Regions from separate parts of the Mus musculus genome. Here region 2 is linked to region 1. The links are chromatin contacts, called in public promoter capture Hi-C maps. All regions are on one chromosome and are shown on one strand. Each heading gives the region's core, a stretch centred on a gene start, on an enhancer-like site or on the middle of the called end of the contact. The rest is flanking DNA. Distances are from core to core; before and after follow the strand shown. Region 1 holds the start of Slc38a7 (solute carrier family 38, member 7). Region 2 overlaps Mmp15 (matrix metallopeptidase 15).

The links. Promoter capture Hi-C pulls out the DNA fragments that hold promoters and counts their contacts.
Region 2: a contact with region 1 is called in a promoter capture Hi-C map of embryonic stem cells, with 2.0 times the contacts expected there. The contact joins the enhancer-like site here to the promoter of Slc38a7 in region 1. A contact is called at or near these places in 3 of 39 promoter capture datasets (cranial neural crest, embryonic stem cells and second pharyngeal arch cranial neural crest), 1 of 484 Hi-C or Micro-C datasets (embryonic stem cells) and 3 of 115 datasets of contacts at active chromatin or transcription factors (embryonic limb bud, embryonic midbrain and embryonic stem cells).

What each region holds. Positions count from the first base shown.
Region 1 is chr8:95,850,338-95,857,490 of GRCm38.p6, forward strand. Slc38a7 (solute carrier family 38, member 7) reads right to left here and starts at 3,154. Exons shown (of 12, transcript NM_172758.4): 1 at 3,135-3,154; 2 at 2,465-2,570.
Region 2 is chr8:95,366,097-95,373,249 of GRCm38.p6, forward strand. It overlaps Mmp15 (matrix metallopeptidase 15), which reads left to right. Exons shown (of 10, transcript NM_008609.4): 3 at 198-326; 4 at 1,832-2,139; 5 at 2,463-2,624; 6 at 3,385-3,638; 7 at 4,037-4,175; 8 at 4,600-4,750; 9 at 4,910-5,025; 10 at 6,009-7,153. The coding sequence ends at 6,424. Among named protein-coding and RNA genes, the nearest start is that of Mmp15, 17 kb to the left of the region's middle. Within about 2 kb of position 3,710, at least 89 of the 459 cell types and tissues checked have an H3K27ac peak or open chromatin away from gene starts, as enhancers often do. A contact at or near this core is called in embryonic limb bud and embryonic stem cells, where this site is marked.

The DNA of each region.
Region 1 (7,153 bases), core at 1,904-4,403:
TCCCGTCATTTGTTTGGGTGCTAGCCCTGTGCTGGTTCTAGGCTTGCTTTTGCCAAGTGTTTGTTACTATGAGCCACAATTGAGTAGACAGGACTGCTGCTATAACCAAAGATACAGATGCCCAGGCCCTGTGCACGCCAGGCCCTGTTGGCCATGCAGAAGTCACCAGTGGCTGGGATTCAAAACCAGGCTGGCTGAGATGGCTTAGCAGGTCAAGGTGCCTGTCACCAAGCCTGATGACCAGGTTTGACTCCTGGCACCCACATGGTGGAAGGAGAGAAACAATTGCCACAAGTTTCCTCTGACCCACACACAGATTTACACACAGACATACACTGACTGACTGACAGACATACACACTGAATGAATGTATAAGTGAATAGAAACCAAATAACATTTCTAGAACATTCTTTTTTTTTTAAGATTTATTTTATTATTATATCTAAGTACACTGTAGCTGTCTTCAGACACACCAGAAGAGGGCATCAGGTCTCATTATGGGTGGTTGTGAGCCACCATGTGGTTGCTGGGATTTGAACTCATAACCTTTGGAAGAGCAGTCAGTGCTCTTACCTGCTGAGCCATTTCTCCAGCCCCTAGAACATTCTTATATGGCCTAGAACATTCATCTGTTTGCCTCTGCCTCCTTCCTGGGCTGGCTGGACTTAGAGAGAGGGCTTCTCATTCGAATGTTTTCACTATCGGGTTATACACAACCTAACTTCAGGCTTTCCTTTTGCCTTGAAAACCAGGAGGCTCACTCTTCTGAAAACCAATCCTCAGTGTTCTCACTGCAGTGCAGAGTCTGAACCTCCGAGAGGAATAACGTTTCTTAAACAGACACAGCTAAGCCCACACTTAAGAGCAACCCTAAGGAAGCTCATGCCTGTAATCTCAGTGTTTGGGAGGCTGAGGCAGGAGGACTGGTGTGATTTCAAGGTCAGCTTGGACCACATAGCTAGTTCTGGGCTATATAGTATAATTCTGTCTCAAAAAACCAACCAAACATGCACACACACACACCTGAGTTGGGAGGGGCTATGCTCTCGTCTTAGACTCAGCCAAAAGCTAGCCTGTCCACTTCCTACCTGCGTGACCTTGGGTAAGTCACTTTAGCCCCCCCCCTCGCCCCCCAAGCGTTTTCATGGTGTAAGCTTTCTTGTGAAGAGTATGCTGATATTAGTAAGCATTACCTGGGTGGGCCTGGTGCAGCCTGTGCTTAACATAGATGAGGCTTGGGAGATGGTCCCTAACAACCTCTACTTTGGGGCTGGTAAGATGGCTGAATGGGTAAAAGTACTTGCAATCAAGATTAATGACTTGAGTTCGATCCCTGGGACCCATTCAGTGGACAGAAAGAATGGGCAGGTTGGTCTCTGACCTCCATATAGGAACTATGGAATGTTCATTCATTCACATTCTTATTTTCTGTAGTTTAAAAAAAAAATCGCTGTGCGGTGGTGGTACATGCCTTTAATCCCAGCACGTGGGAGGCAGAGGCAGGCAGATTTCTGAGTTCGAGGCCAGCCTGGTCTACAAAGTGAATTCCAGGACAGCCAGGACGACACACAGAGAAACCCTGTCTCGAAAAACCAAAATAAAAATAAATAAATAAATAAATAAGTCCCGGGCTGGAGAGACAGCTCAGCGTTTAAGAGCACTGACTGCTCTTCCAGAGGTCCTGAGTTCAATTCCCAGCAAACACATGGTGGCTCACAACCATCTGTAATGGGATCTGATGCCCTCTTCTGCTGTGTCTGAAGAGAGCGAAAGTGTATTCATATACATAAAATAAATAAACCTTTTTTGTTGTTGTTGTTTTAAAATCCCATTTCCTCCCCACAAAGGCAGTGATTCAGCCACAACCACTCTCCAACCCTCCTGATAAGGTCAGCCCACCGCAATGGAGGAGGTCTAGAACAGTACATAGGCCCCTGAGGATGCTTCCCAGATGTGCCTTCTAATGATGGACAAAGCTGGGAACATCAACCCAGGAAAGAAGAGAGAAGTGCAAGTGCTCTGGGACATCTGCCATCCAGCAATTAAGGGACACAGTCCCAGTGCTGGGGCCCTCTGCTGGGGCCAGAATCAGAAACACCAGTCTGGCCACAGACTTCTTCCTCTTATGACGCAATCTCCCTTCCCAGCCAGCAACTCAGCAAAATCTCAGTGGTGAGTAGTAAAGGCAGTCTGGGGACTCCCCTGGTCCAGGCATTGCTCCAGAGAGGTCTAAGGCCATCCCTTCCACATTGCTCACACCGCAGAAAAACATACTTCAAGGTCCCGTGACCCTAAGTCTCTCTAGGAAGCAGGTTTCCTTTTGGCACCCCTACCCAGTCCTCGGCCATTTGCCCAGCCTCTCCTGCAACCACACAAAAGCTCAGGACGAGCAACCCCATCCCTTGGACCACTCTCACTGCTCTAAGAGCTTTTACCTCGGCCCCAATCATTTAGCCCAACTTACCTGCTAATCTAGAAGAGGGCTGTTTCCTCTGCCTAAAGGTATGGGGTCAGAGCCCCCTCACCTCCCCTTTTGGCCTCAAGTTCTTCTCAAGGCTTTATCTAAAAATCTGCAGTCAGAAGAGAGAAGAGTTTGACCTTTTGCAGCTGGCTACCAGGGCAGGGGGTGGGAGATTACACTGAGTGGTTCTGAATAACCTATAGCAAGGAGTGGAGTGCCAGTTCAAATAGGGAAAAGGTACACGAAGGAAAGAGGTTACATTAAAGTCACGGTGAGCAGTTGGCGGGGCCAGAGCTATAAGCACGATGCACATTATTTATTAGGTCGGAGATGGAACAGATCTCACATGGTTCCCAGACCAGCCCGGGACCAGCACTGAAACACGAGGTTTGGATTGCATTAGGAGGTGGGACAGCGAGCACCTGACCAGGGTGGGTTGGGATGAGCCCCAAGCCTGGCGAAAAAGCGGTGGGTTGCGTTTTTAACTCCAAAGCTAACTCGATCCTGGCCTAGGACTGAGTGGAGAGCCGTCAGGCTAAGGTGTGGCTGGACTGGTGCAGCAGAAAGCAACAGGCAAAGACGGCTGTGGAGCCCTACAGGGATCTGGTCTCAGCAGTGATGGGGAACTCTGAAGACCCAAGAACCCTACAACCCCACCTTGCACCTCCCGTACCTCCTTTCACATACCTTGTAGGCGTTGTTCCGGAGCCGACTCAAGTAACACGTGAGCCTGAATCACATGACCGTCCAGCTAGCACAGGCCGCAGGAAACTCTGGGAGTTGTAGTTTTTAAGTCAGTGTCACCATCGGACCACACCAGCTTCTCAACCCAACAATAGTTCTGAGCCAGCCTAGCTTTCTGCCAACCCGTTTATCCAGTTATTTTTAGACTTGGTCCCTTGGCCAAATTAAACACTGTTCCTTCCTCCTGGAAAGAGCGTTAAGAGGTTTGGCATCTTTGTCCTCAGGAGCCACGGGCCAAAGCTATTTGGCCTCATTATGTTTGTTCCTGCATTCATTGCCACAGCAAGTGACCCCAGAGTTTCTTTGACTGAGGAGTGTGAGGGACCTTTGAACAAGAGAGAGAGAGAGAGAAAGAGTCAGTTTGAGCATTCATTAATCCCTGGCTACAACCTCAAGGCTAGATTTCGGAAATGTTTGAGGCGGTTCAGGCTCTCGACTTATTGAATGAAGGTGAATTGCCTAGAGCTTTGGCTTCTGGGCTGTATGCCGTTTATAAAGGAAGTCCTTTTCTGCCTCTTTATTTGTGGTTCTAGAACTTGAATCTGAGCCCCAGGAAGGAGCGATATCTTTCAATTATATTCACAGTCTAGTTTAATTATTATTTTTTCTTTTCTTTCTTTCTTTTTTCTCTTTTAAAAGATTTATTTATTTATTATGTATACAGCGTTCTGCCTGTATCCTACAGGGCAGAAGAGTGCACCAGATCTCATTACTGATGGTTGTGAGCCATGTGGTTGCTGGGAATTGAACTCAGGACCTCCGGAACAGCAGACAGTTCTCTTAACCTCTGAGCCATCTCTCCAGCACCAGTTTTTCCTTTTACATTTACTTACGTGTGTCTGTGCATTCACAGTATGCACGGGGAGTCCACAGGGCAACTCTCACGAGTTGCTTCCCTCCTTTCATCCTGTGGCTTCTGGGGATTGAGTTCAGGTCTTCAGGGTTGGTAACAAGTGCCTTTACACGTTGAGCCTCTCAATGGGTCTACCTCTCATTTGAAAAAGTTGGGTATGGGACACATGCCTGTAAACCCAGCATTCAACAGACTGAGGCAGGAGAGCAGTGAGCTTGAAGCTAGCTTGGGTTCCACAATAAAATCCTGGCTCAGGAAGCAATGCTACCTCCCCACCCCACCGGCCCAAGATGAAAAAGGAGGCGATGTTACTGAGATTAGCAGAGCCAAGTACAGACATAAGAAATAATATAGAGCCGGGCGTGGTGGCGCACACCTTTAATACCAGCACTCAGGAGGCAGAGGCAGGCGGATTTCTGAGTTCAAGGCCAGCCTGGTGTACAAAGTGAGCTCCTGGACAGACAGGGCTATATAGAGAAACCCTGTCTCGAAAAACCAAAAAAAAAAAAAAAAAAAAAAAAAAAAAAGAGAGAAATAATATAGAGATCTGTGTGTCAGTTTGCCTCAACACACGAGTTCACAGAACTTTGGTACAACATCATACAACCAGAATATTGACATTGACACAATCTGTTAATAATATTCATCATTATTATTAAATTTACTTATTTTAATGTGTGTGTGTTTCTGTCTGTGTGCAGCACATGTCTTGACGATGCATCAGATTCCTTGAAACTGGAGTTACAGACAGCTGTCAGCTGCCGTGTTCCTGGGAATTGAACTCAGCCCCTGTGGAAGACCAACTAGTGCTCTAAACCCTTGAGCCATCTTCTCAGCCCTTGCTGATATTCTTTTTTTTTATTTAAGATTTATTTATTTTATATACATGAGTACACTGTCTTCAGACACACCAGAAGAAGGCATCAGATCCCATTACAGATGGTTGTGAGTCATCATGTGGTTGCTGGGAATTGAACTCAGGACCTCTGGAAACACAGTCAGTGCTTTTAACCGCCGAGCCATCTCTCCAGCCCTCTGCTGATATTCTTTAAATCTTCCATCTTATTTGGTTGTATTCGTTCTATAAAATTTTATCTCACATGAGCGATACTGAACCTGAGTTCAGTTCCCAGAGTTCACAGCACCTACAGCTCTAGCTCCAGGGGATCTAACACCCTCTTCTAGGCTCAGAGGTCTCTCTCTCTCTCTCTCTCTGTCTCTCTCTCTCTCTCTCTCTCTCTCTCTCACACACACACACACACACACACACACACACACACACACACACGCTTATCACAGCAGTAAGGCTGCATCACATAAAAGAGATCAAGCATTTCCAGCACCATAGGGTTCTGCCTTTTCTTAAAAGAATAAAATAAAACCTTATTAGATAAAACAAAACCTAACACATATGAATTAGACAAAACAAACACAAGGAAAAGAATCCAAGAAAAGGCACAAGAATCAGAGACCCACTTGTTCACACACTCAGGAATCCTAAGGAAACATTAAACTAGAAAGCAATAATATGGATGTATGTGAAAGACCTGGTGCAGGCCTGGTGTGAGCACCAGTCTCTGTGAATTCATATGAGCGTTGATCATATTGGTGTAAAGGGCCTTGTTTTCTTGGTGACCTGTAACCTGTTACACCCTTTCCACATCTCTTCCTTAGGGTTCCCTAAGACTAAAGGGGAGGGATTTGATGGAGACATCCCACATAGGGCTGAGTATTCCAAGGTCTCCCCCTCTTGGCATAATATCTGCTGTTGGGCCTCAGTATTTGTTCCCATCTGCTGTAGGAGGAAGTTTATCTGATAATGGCTGAGCAAGGTACTGATCTATGAGCATAGAGAATGTCATTAAGAGACTTTTTTTTTTTTTTTTTTTTTTTTTTTTTTTTTTTTTTGGAGACAGGGTTTCTCTGTGTAGCCCTGGCTGTCCTGGAACTCACTCTGTAGACCAGGCTGGCCTCGAACTCAGAAATACACCTGCCTCTGCCTCACGAGTGCTGAGATTAAAGATGTGTGCCACCACTGCCCGGCATTTAAGAGACATTTTTTTTTTTTTGGTTTTTTTTGAGACAGGGTTTCTCTGTATAGCCCTGGCTGTCCTGGAACTCACTCTGTAGACCAGGCTGGCCTCGAACTCAGAAATTCGCCTGCCTCTGCCTCCCGAGTGCTGGGATTAAAGGCGTGTGCCACCACGCCCGGCTTAAGAGACATTTTATTGCTACTTTTTTTGGGGGGGGTTTCTTTTTTTTATTAGATATTTTCTTTATTTACATTTCAAATGCTATTCTGAAAGTTCCCTATATCTTCCCTCCGCCCTGTTCCCCTACCCACTCACTCCCACTTCTTGGCCCTTGCGTTCCCCTGTACTGGGGCATATAAATTTTGCAAGACCAAGGGGGGCCTCTCTTCCCAATGATGGCCGACTAGGCCATCTTCTGTACATATGCAGCTAGAGACACGAGCTCTGGGGGTACTGATTAGTTCATATTGTTGTTCCACCTATAGGGTTGCAGACCCCTTCAGCTCCTTGGGTACTTTCTCTAGCTCCTCCATTGGGGGCCTTGTTTTCCATCTTATAGATGACTGTGAGTATCCACTTCTGTATTTGCCAGGCACTGGCATAGCCTCACTTGAGACAGATATATCAGGGTCCTTTCAGCAAAATCTTGCTGGCATATGCAATAGTGTCTGGGTTTGGCGGCTGATTATGGGATGGATCCCCAGGTGGGGTAGTCTCTGGATGGTCCATCCTTTCGTCTTAGCTCCAAAATTTGTCTCTGTAACTCCTTTCATGGGTATTTTGTTCCCTATTCTAAGGAGGAATGAAGTATTCACACGTTGGTCTTTCTTCTTGATTTTCTTGTGTTTTGCAAATTGTATATTGGTTATTCTAAGTTTCTGGGCTAATATCCACTTATCAGTGAGTGCATATCAAGTGACTTCTTTTGTGATTGGGTTACCTCACTAAGGATGATATCCTTCAGATGCATCCATTTGCCCAAAAATTTCATAAATTCATTGTTTTTAATAGCTGAGTAGTACCCCATTGTGTAAATGTACCACATTTTCTGTATCCATTCCT
Region 2 (7,153 bases), core at 2,460-4,959, 480 kb before region 1:
ATTATACTCAGGAGCAGGAGCATACATTTTTGAGTCACTCCTTAGCGTTCAATCTTCTTAAAATGGAATCTCTTTACCCACTATTCTGGAAGCCAGAGTCTCCCACCCCCAAAACATCCCTCTGAGGGAAGATTGGGAAGCAAGACGCTGCCTGGAAGAGATAACCCAAAGCTGACCCCTCTATATCTGTGATCCAGGTGGATGAAGCGGCCCCGATGTGGGGTTCCTGATCAGTTTGGGGTACATGTGAAAGCCAACCTGCGTCGACGGCGGAAACGTTACACCCTGACAGGAAAGGCATGGAACAATTACCACCTGACCTTCAGGTACGGGTCCAGCTTCAAGGGGCGCTGTTCTGCCCTCTCAGGGGGACTTGGGTTTTCCCAGAAGAGGCCTGGCCTTACTCAGTCCCAGCTCACAATCTAGGGCCTCCCTCCAGGGAAAGATGGGTCACTGTCACGTGTCTCCTGCTTGGTCCTTATCTGACCCCAGCTGGTTGCAAGCTATACTGGCCTAATGTGACCAGACGAGCTCTTGAATCAGTGTGGTCAGTAGGTGTGGGGGACAGACATCCTGCTTTAACTCAGGTCTCAGATCCTTGAGCAAATGCATGGTCCACTAGGTCAGTGTCCCCCTGCCCCTTGTGGTTTATGACAGTCTATCTGCACCAGCAGCTGAGTCTAATCCTCAGGGAAGGGGCAGGCTTTCTGCTTCATATGCAGGCTCTAGACCAGTGGTTCTCAATATATGGGTTGCAACCACTCTGAAGTGGCATATCAGATAACATGCATATCAGATATTTATATCATAGTTTATAGCAGTAGCAAAATTATGGTTATGAAGTAGCAATACAATGATTTTATGGTTGGGGGTGGTGACCACACCATACCATGAGGATCTGTATTAAAGGGTCGGAGCATTAGGAAGGTTGAGAGCCCCTGCTCTGGGCTGTATATATATCCTTTGTGCAGTATCTCACTTAATCCTCTCGAGGACTCACACACACACACACAAACACACACACACACACACACACACACACACAAAGAAAGCATTAGCTCCTCCCCTTTTGCTGTCTTTCAAATAGAGAAACTGAATCTGTCTAGTCAAATGTCCAAAGTCACACAGCTAAAGTTAGGGTCTGCCTAGCCCTAGGGTCAATATCCAGGGTGGCTTGGCTTGTTTCCTAGACTTCAGCTGCCTCTATCCCATGGCCACAAAGAGCTGTGCTTTCTTTCACTTACTATTTTTACTACCTTTTGTTTTGAGATTTGGGGGTGTGGGGAGGGTTGCTAAGACGAGGTCAGGTCCTCATGTAATACCCAGTATGCGCTCAAGCTTACGATGTAGCTGAAGCTAACCTTGAACCCCCGACCTTACTACCTCCAGCTTCCAAGTGGTGGGATTTCAGGGGTACACTACCATACCCACCTCCTGACTGTATTTTTATTTTCTTTGTTTCTTTTTGGTTTTTCAAGACAGGGTCTCACTATGTAGCTCTGGCTAGCCTGGAACTTACTCTGTAGACCAGCTGGCCTTGAACTTTGAGATCCACTTTGCTCCAGCCTCCTGAGTGCTGGGATTAAAGGCATAGGCCGCCACCAAGCCTCACTGTCTTTCTTATTTTAAATCTGCTTGTCTTCCACCATGAAAACGTAGGGCCGTATCTTAAAAAATTACTGGATGTGACAAGTTCTAATTCATATCTAAGAGTGGATAGCGTGGCATCATTATGTAATCTTAGGAAGGTGGCAGCAATGGACGGTGGTATCCCATAGGCCCTTATCTCTGTTAGGGCCCTGTTAACTCTTATCTCCCCGCCCACCCGCAGCATCCAGAACTACACTGAGAAGCTGGGCTGGTACAACTCCATGGAGGCGGTGCGCAGGGCTTTCCAAGTGTGGGAGCAGGTCACACCATTGGTCTTCCAGGAAGTATCCTATGATGACATTCGGCTACGAAGGCGAGCGGAGGCTGACATCATGGTACTCTTTGCCTCTGGCTTCCATGGCGACAGCTCACCGTTTGATGGCGTGGGTGGCTTTCTGGCCCACGCTTATTTCCCCGGCCCTGGTCTGGGTGGGGACACCCATTTCGACGCAGATGAACCCTGGACCTTCTCCAGCACTGACCTGCATGGTGAGGACAGCTGGCCAGGACAGGGTGGGAGCAGGCAGGGCAGTGCCTAAGCTTGGCTGGTCCCTCCAGCTCAGTAGCTTCAGGCTCAGGAGGAGAGAATGTCCCCTATTCATGACTCTGAAGCCTTGTACTTAATCTCAGTCTGTTGTCCCACCAAGGGAAGGTGGGAAGAGAAGGGGATGTTGGACCCATTTCTCAGATGGGGAAAATAGAAGCCAAAAGTAAGAGAAGCTCAGTCCCATCCAAGAGAGAAGCAAGAGTAGGGTCCATGGCAGCCTGGAGGGCCTAGATGACCGGAGTGACTGAATATGCCTTCCCGACAGGAATCAGCCTCTTTCTGGTGGCCGTGCATGAGCTGGGCCATGCCCTGGGGCTAGAACACTCAAGTAACCCCAGCGCTATTATGGCACCCTTCTACCAGTGGATGGATACCGACAACTTCCAGCTGCCCGAAGATGACCTTCGGGGCATCCAGCAGCTGTATGGTGAGTAGGCTGTGCCCTGTTAGCCGTGCAAGACAAGCACTACTCTGCTCCCATTCTATAGGCAGGAAAACTGAGGCCCAGTCACTTGCCCAGAACCCACACTGGCTCCAGGCTGGAACTGCAAGAAGATTTAGATGACCCACCCTATCTCCCTCCTATCTTTGGCACTATCCCTACTAGACTAAAGTTGTCCCAAGGACCCATAGTCTGTTCCCAGCACTTCCCAGTGGATTTGGGGTGAGACAGCTGCCTATCTAGCCCAGACTCTACATAGCAAATCTACAGTGGCCAGATCTCCCCAAGGCCAGCTCTTCTGTCAGCCTCCTCAGGGGGGCACCTGACAGATGTACCTTCCTCCATCCCCAGCAATTCAGTACTAAGCTGTGCATCTGGTAGAGTTCAAGTTGCCCAAGCCAGGGCTCTGCTCCTTACTCCGCAGGTGCCTTACTTCCTAGGGCCTGGCCAGGCAAGGAGACTGTCCCCAGGCAAAGCAGAAGCAGGTAGCCTCCCATCCCAGAGAAGTTAAGAAAAAGATTGTGTGGAGGAGGCTGGGGGGTTAGGAGGTAGGGGAATGAACTGGTAACAGAGAGATCTTCTCTGGATAGACAGGACCTTGTTCCTGGAGGGGGTCCCTGTTGGGGTCCAAGTCTCTCCAGGCTGGAAGGAGACTCAGGACTCCAGCACTTTGTATAGGAGAACCTGGCACCCAGGCTGGACTCTGCGCCTGCCTTCTCACGGCCTGATCCCCTCCTCTCTGTAGGCTCCCCAGATGGTAAGCCACAGCCCACCCGGCCTCTCCCCACTGTGAGGCCCCGGCGGCCAGGACGGCCAGATCACCAGCCACCTCGGCCTCCCCAGCCACCACATCCAGGTGGGAAGCCAGAAAGGCCCCCCAAACCAGGGCCCCCACCCCAGCCCCGAGCCACAGAGAGGCCTGACCAGTATGGCCCCAACATCTGCGATGGCAACTTCGACACAGTGGCTGTGCTCCGCGGAGAGATGTTTGTGTTCAAGGTCTGGCCCCACCCTCCTAGTGCCTTCCCCAGCCAACCCAGAACCTGGCCCCACCTCCCCCCACCCCCAGCCTCTCTAAGTCCTGTTCAGAGCCTTGCCTGGCTCCTCCCTCGCTAACAGCTTCTGGGTGCTTACCAGACCCCAGGCGAGGAAGAAACCAACCCAAGAAAACAAGGGACTTGCCAAGGGTCACACAGCAGTCAGATTCCCGCTTCTCAGCCCAAAGCTCCCTCCTTGGAGCTGCCTTGGCTTTCCAGGTACTGCCTGGCTCCTGGGGTCTCTATGGCCTGTCTGACAGATCATCCCTGACCTGGGAAGAAGCAGAGTTAAGCATAGCTCCCACCCTGAGCCAAGGTACCTTGCACATGCCGCCCGTCAATACCCACCCTCTTCCCCAGGGCCGCTGGTTCTGGCGAGTCAGGCACAACCGCGTTCTAGACAACTACCCCATGCCAATTGGCCACTTCTGGCGCGGTCTGCCGGGGAACATCAGTGCTGCCTACGAGCGCCAGGATGGACATTTTGTCTTCTTCAAAGGTAAGCAGGAGGCCTTGAGAGGGACCAGGCAGCCCTCGTGCCCTGTTGGGTCTAGGAAAGAAGAGAAGACTGCATTTCCCATCACTATGGTGGGCTGACTCAACACCTGGAGGTAGCATAGTGTGAATGGAGAGGCAGACAGGCTGGGGGATCAGGCAGCCCTAGACCCTGCAGGCCTGGATTACAACTGTATCCCTGTCCATCTTCTGCAGTCTAGAAGGCCATGCAGAGTGTGTGAGTCAGACTGGGTGGTAGCGGATGACTTGTACACAGAGAAATGAGCATCTCGCAGGTGGCCATGGGGATAGGCGTAGATGCGTGGGTTGCGAGATGGGCAGTGGTGGTGTGTATGGGTAGCATTTCCTCTGCCACCTCCGTCCCCAATCTGGGCTTATCCTCACACAGCCTGCTGCTCCCCATACAGGTAACCGCTACTGGCTTTTCCGAGAAGCCAATCTGGAGCCCGGCTACCCACAGCCGCTGAGCAGCTATGGCACAGACATCCCCTATGACCGCATTGACACAGCCATCTGGTGGGAGCCCACAGGTCACACCTTCTTCTTTCAAGCAGACAGGTGAGCGGTTTGCCATGCCCTTTCCCTTAAAGGAAGAGGCTCTAGCCAGGGCCTCTCATTTTCAGACCTGCCCAGGGAGAGGCTATAGGGGAAGGGGAAAGACCCAAGGCCCAAACCGGGCAGGGCTCCAGGTTCACAGCCTGATGCTTCTGGTCATAGGTACTGGCGCTTCAACGAGGAGACACAGCATGGAGACCCTGGCTACCCCAAGCCCATCAGTGTCTGGCAGGGGATCCCCACCTCTCCCAAAGGGGCCTTCCTCAGCAACGATGCAGGTACTGCACCATTCCCTCCCAGAGGACTCAACACTTGCTACATACTCTGCTACATACACAGGATACAGGGCTTGTCCAAGGTCCCATGGTACTGTGATGGCATGGAAGGGGGACCTAACTGTGCCATGTTCCAGCATGACAGCCTGCCCACCCTGCATCATGACTGCCCTCTTTTATTTTAATTCAGTTTTTTTATTTTTATTAGATATTTTCTTCATTTACCATTCAAATGCTATCCCAAAAGTCCCTTATACCCTCCCCCTCCCCTGCTCTCCAACCCACCCACTCCCCCTTCCTGGCCCTGACATTCCCCTGTATTGGGGCATATAATCTTTGCAAGATCAAGGGCCTCTCCTCCCAGTGATGGCCTATTAGGCCATCTTCTACTCCATGTTCATCTGAGACACGAGCTCAGGGGTACTGGTTAGTTCATATTGCTGATTACTGTCCTCTTCTGATGGGACCTCCAACCCCACAGCTAAGAGAGGCTGCTGTCTAGGTGCCTCCCGTGTCTGTCTAGGTCTGGAGCTAAAGCTGGGCAGTAGTTCAGAGCACTGGGAGCAAGTCCACTCACAGACCTGCCGAAGAAGCTCTAGTACCTGTCATTGTAACTGAGTGACAGGAGCCGTGACTCGGCTAGTTCTCCAGCAGGGCCCCTCTGTGTCTGATTTTTTACTTGGGACTCTGATGTTCAGGGCAGACCTGCCAGCTTTACCAGTGCTCCACCTGACCCCCTGCTTCCGTGTGCAGGCATGTCACTGTGCTCAGTAAAGCCCAGACACACCCTGTGCTTCAAACCTAGCCCTTCCTGGTGTCAGTGGGATACTGGTCCTGAACAGCTCTGAGTTGTTCTCTGGCTTGGTTTCGGTGCCGGAAGATCCAGGACCATTTAACGTGTTCCACAAATTATCCAGGACCGTTTAACGTGCTCCACAAATGTTCTGCCCCAGCCTGACGCCATTCTGGCCTGTCTGTTCCTATAGCCTACACCTACTTCTACAAGGGCACCAAGTACTGGAAATTCAACAACGAACGCCTACGGATGGAACCCGGCCACCCCAAATCCATCCTGCGGGACTTCATGGGCTGCCAGGAGCACGTGGAGCCCCGATCGCGATGGCCCGATGTGGCTCGTCCACCCTTCAACCCCAACGGGGGTGCCGAGCCTGAGGCAGATGGTGACAGCAAGGAAGAGAACGCGGGTGACAAGGATGAGGGCAGCCGCGTGGTGGTGCAGATGGAGGAGGTGGTCCGGACAGTGAACGTGGTGATGGTGTTGGTCCCCTTGCTGCTGTTGCTCTGTATTCTGGGCCTGGCCTTTGCTCTGGTGCAGATGCAGCGCAAGGGCGCCCCTCGCATGCTGCTCTACTGCAAGCGCTCACTGCAGGAGTGGGTGTGATCAGGTAGCACCCGCAGCACCCGGTGCTCAGGTCTGCAGGGACAGGAGACGTGTGGATCCCAGATGCTCCCTCGGCGCGGCAGGATGCCCTCCTAGCCACACACATCCCCCTGCCAGCCTTGCCCCCCACCCCCGTCCTCCTTTATTTATGCCCAGGTGCCTCTTCTTTTTGGCACCCTCTCTCAGCCTTTGGTTCCGCTTTCCTGACTCGGGCCAGGAGATGCTTTGAGATCTCCCGGAGTGTAGTACCGCCCCAGGCAGGAACGAAGGGACAGAGGCTCACACCTCTGGAAGATGGCAGAGGGCTGGGAAGCTTCTCTGGCTCTGGCTTTTCAGCCTGAACCTCTCCTCCCACGACAAGAACTGTGTTTGCCTTGAAGGAGCCCACCTCGGGCTCTGCCCTCCTGAATTTGCCTTAGGGAGAGTATATGCTCCCCCCCCTGGGGGGGGCACCCTGATAACCTTGAGACTTGGTTCCTTCTTCTTAGGCTCCTAAGAAGCCCAGAAGCCTAAAAGCCCTACCCCATCCTAGCATTCTGCAGCTCCTACTTGCCCCGGGCCTGCAGCTTCTTTCCTCTAGGAAGGGGCCCTGGACATGTCTCACCTAGGACCAAAGGGAGCCTGCCAAGCTCCCCTCCCAATGCTAGTGACTAGCTCCTCCTTCCCTAGGCTGCCCATATTCTCTTTCAGTGCCCCATAGGTCTCCGGAGGCTGGGCACTCCCCGCCCG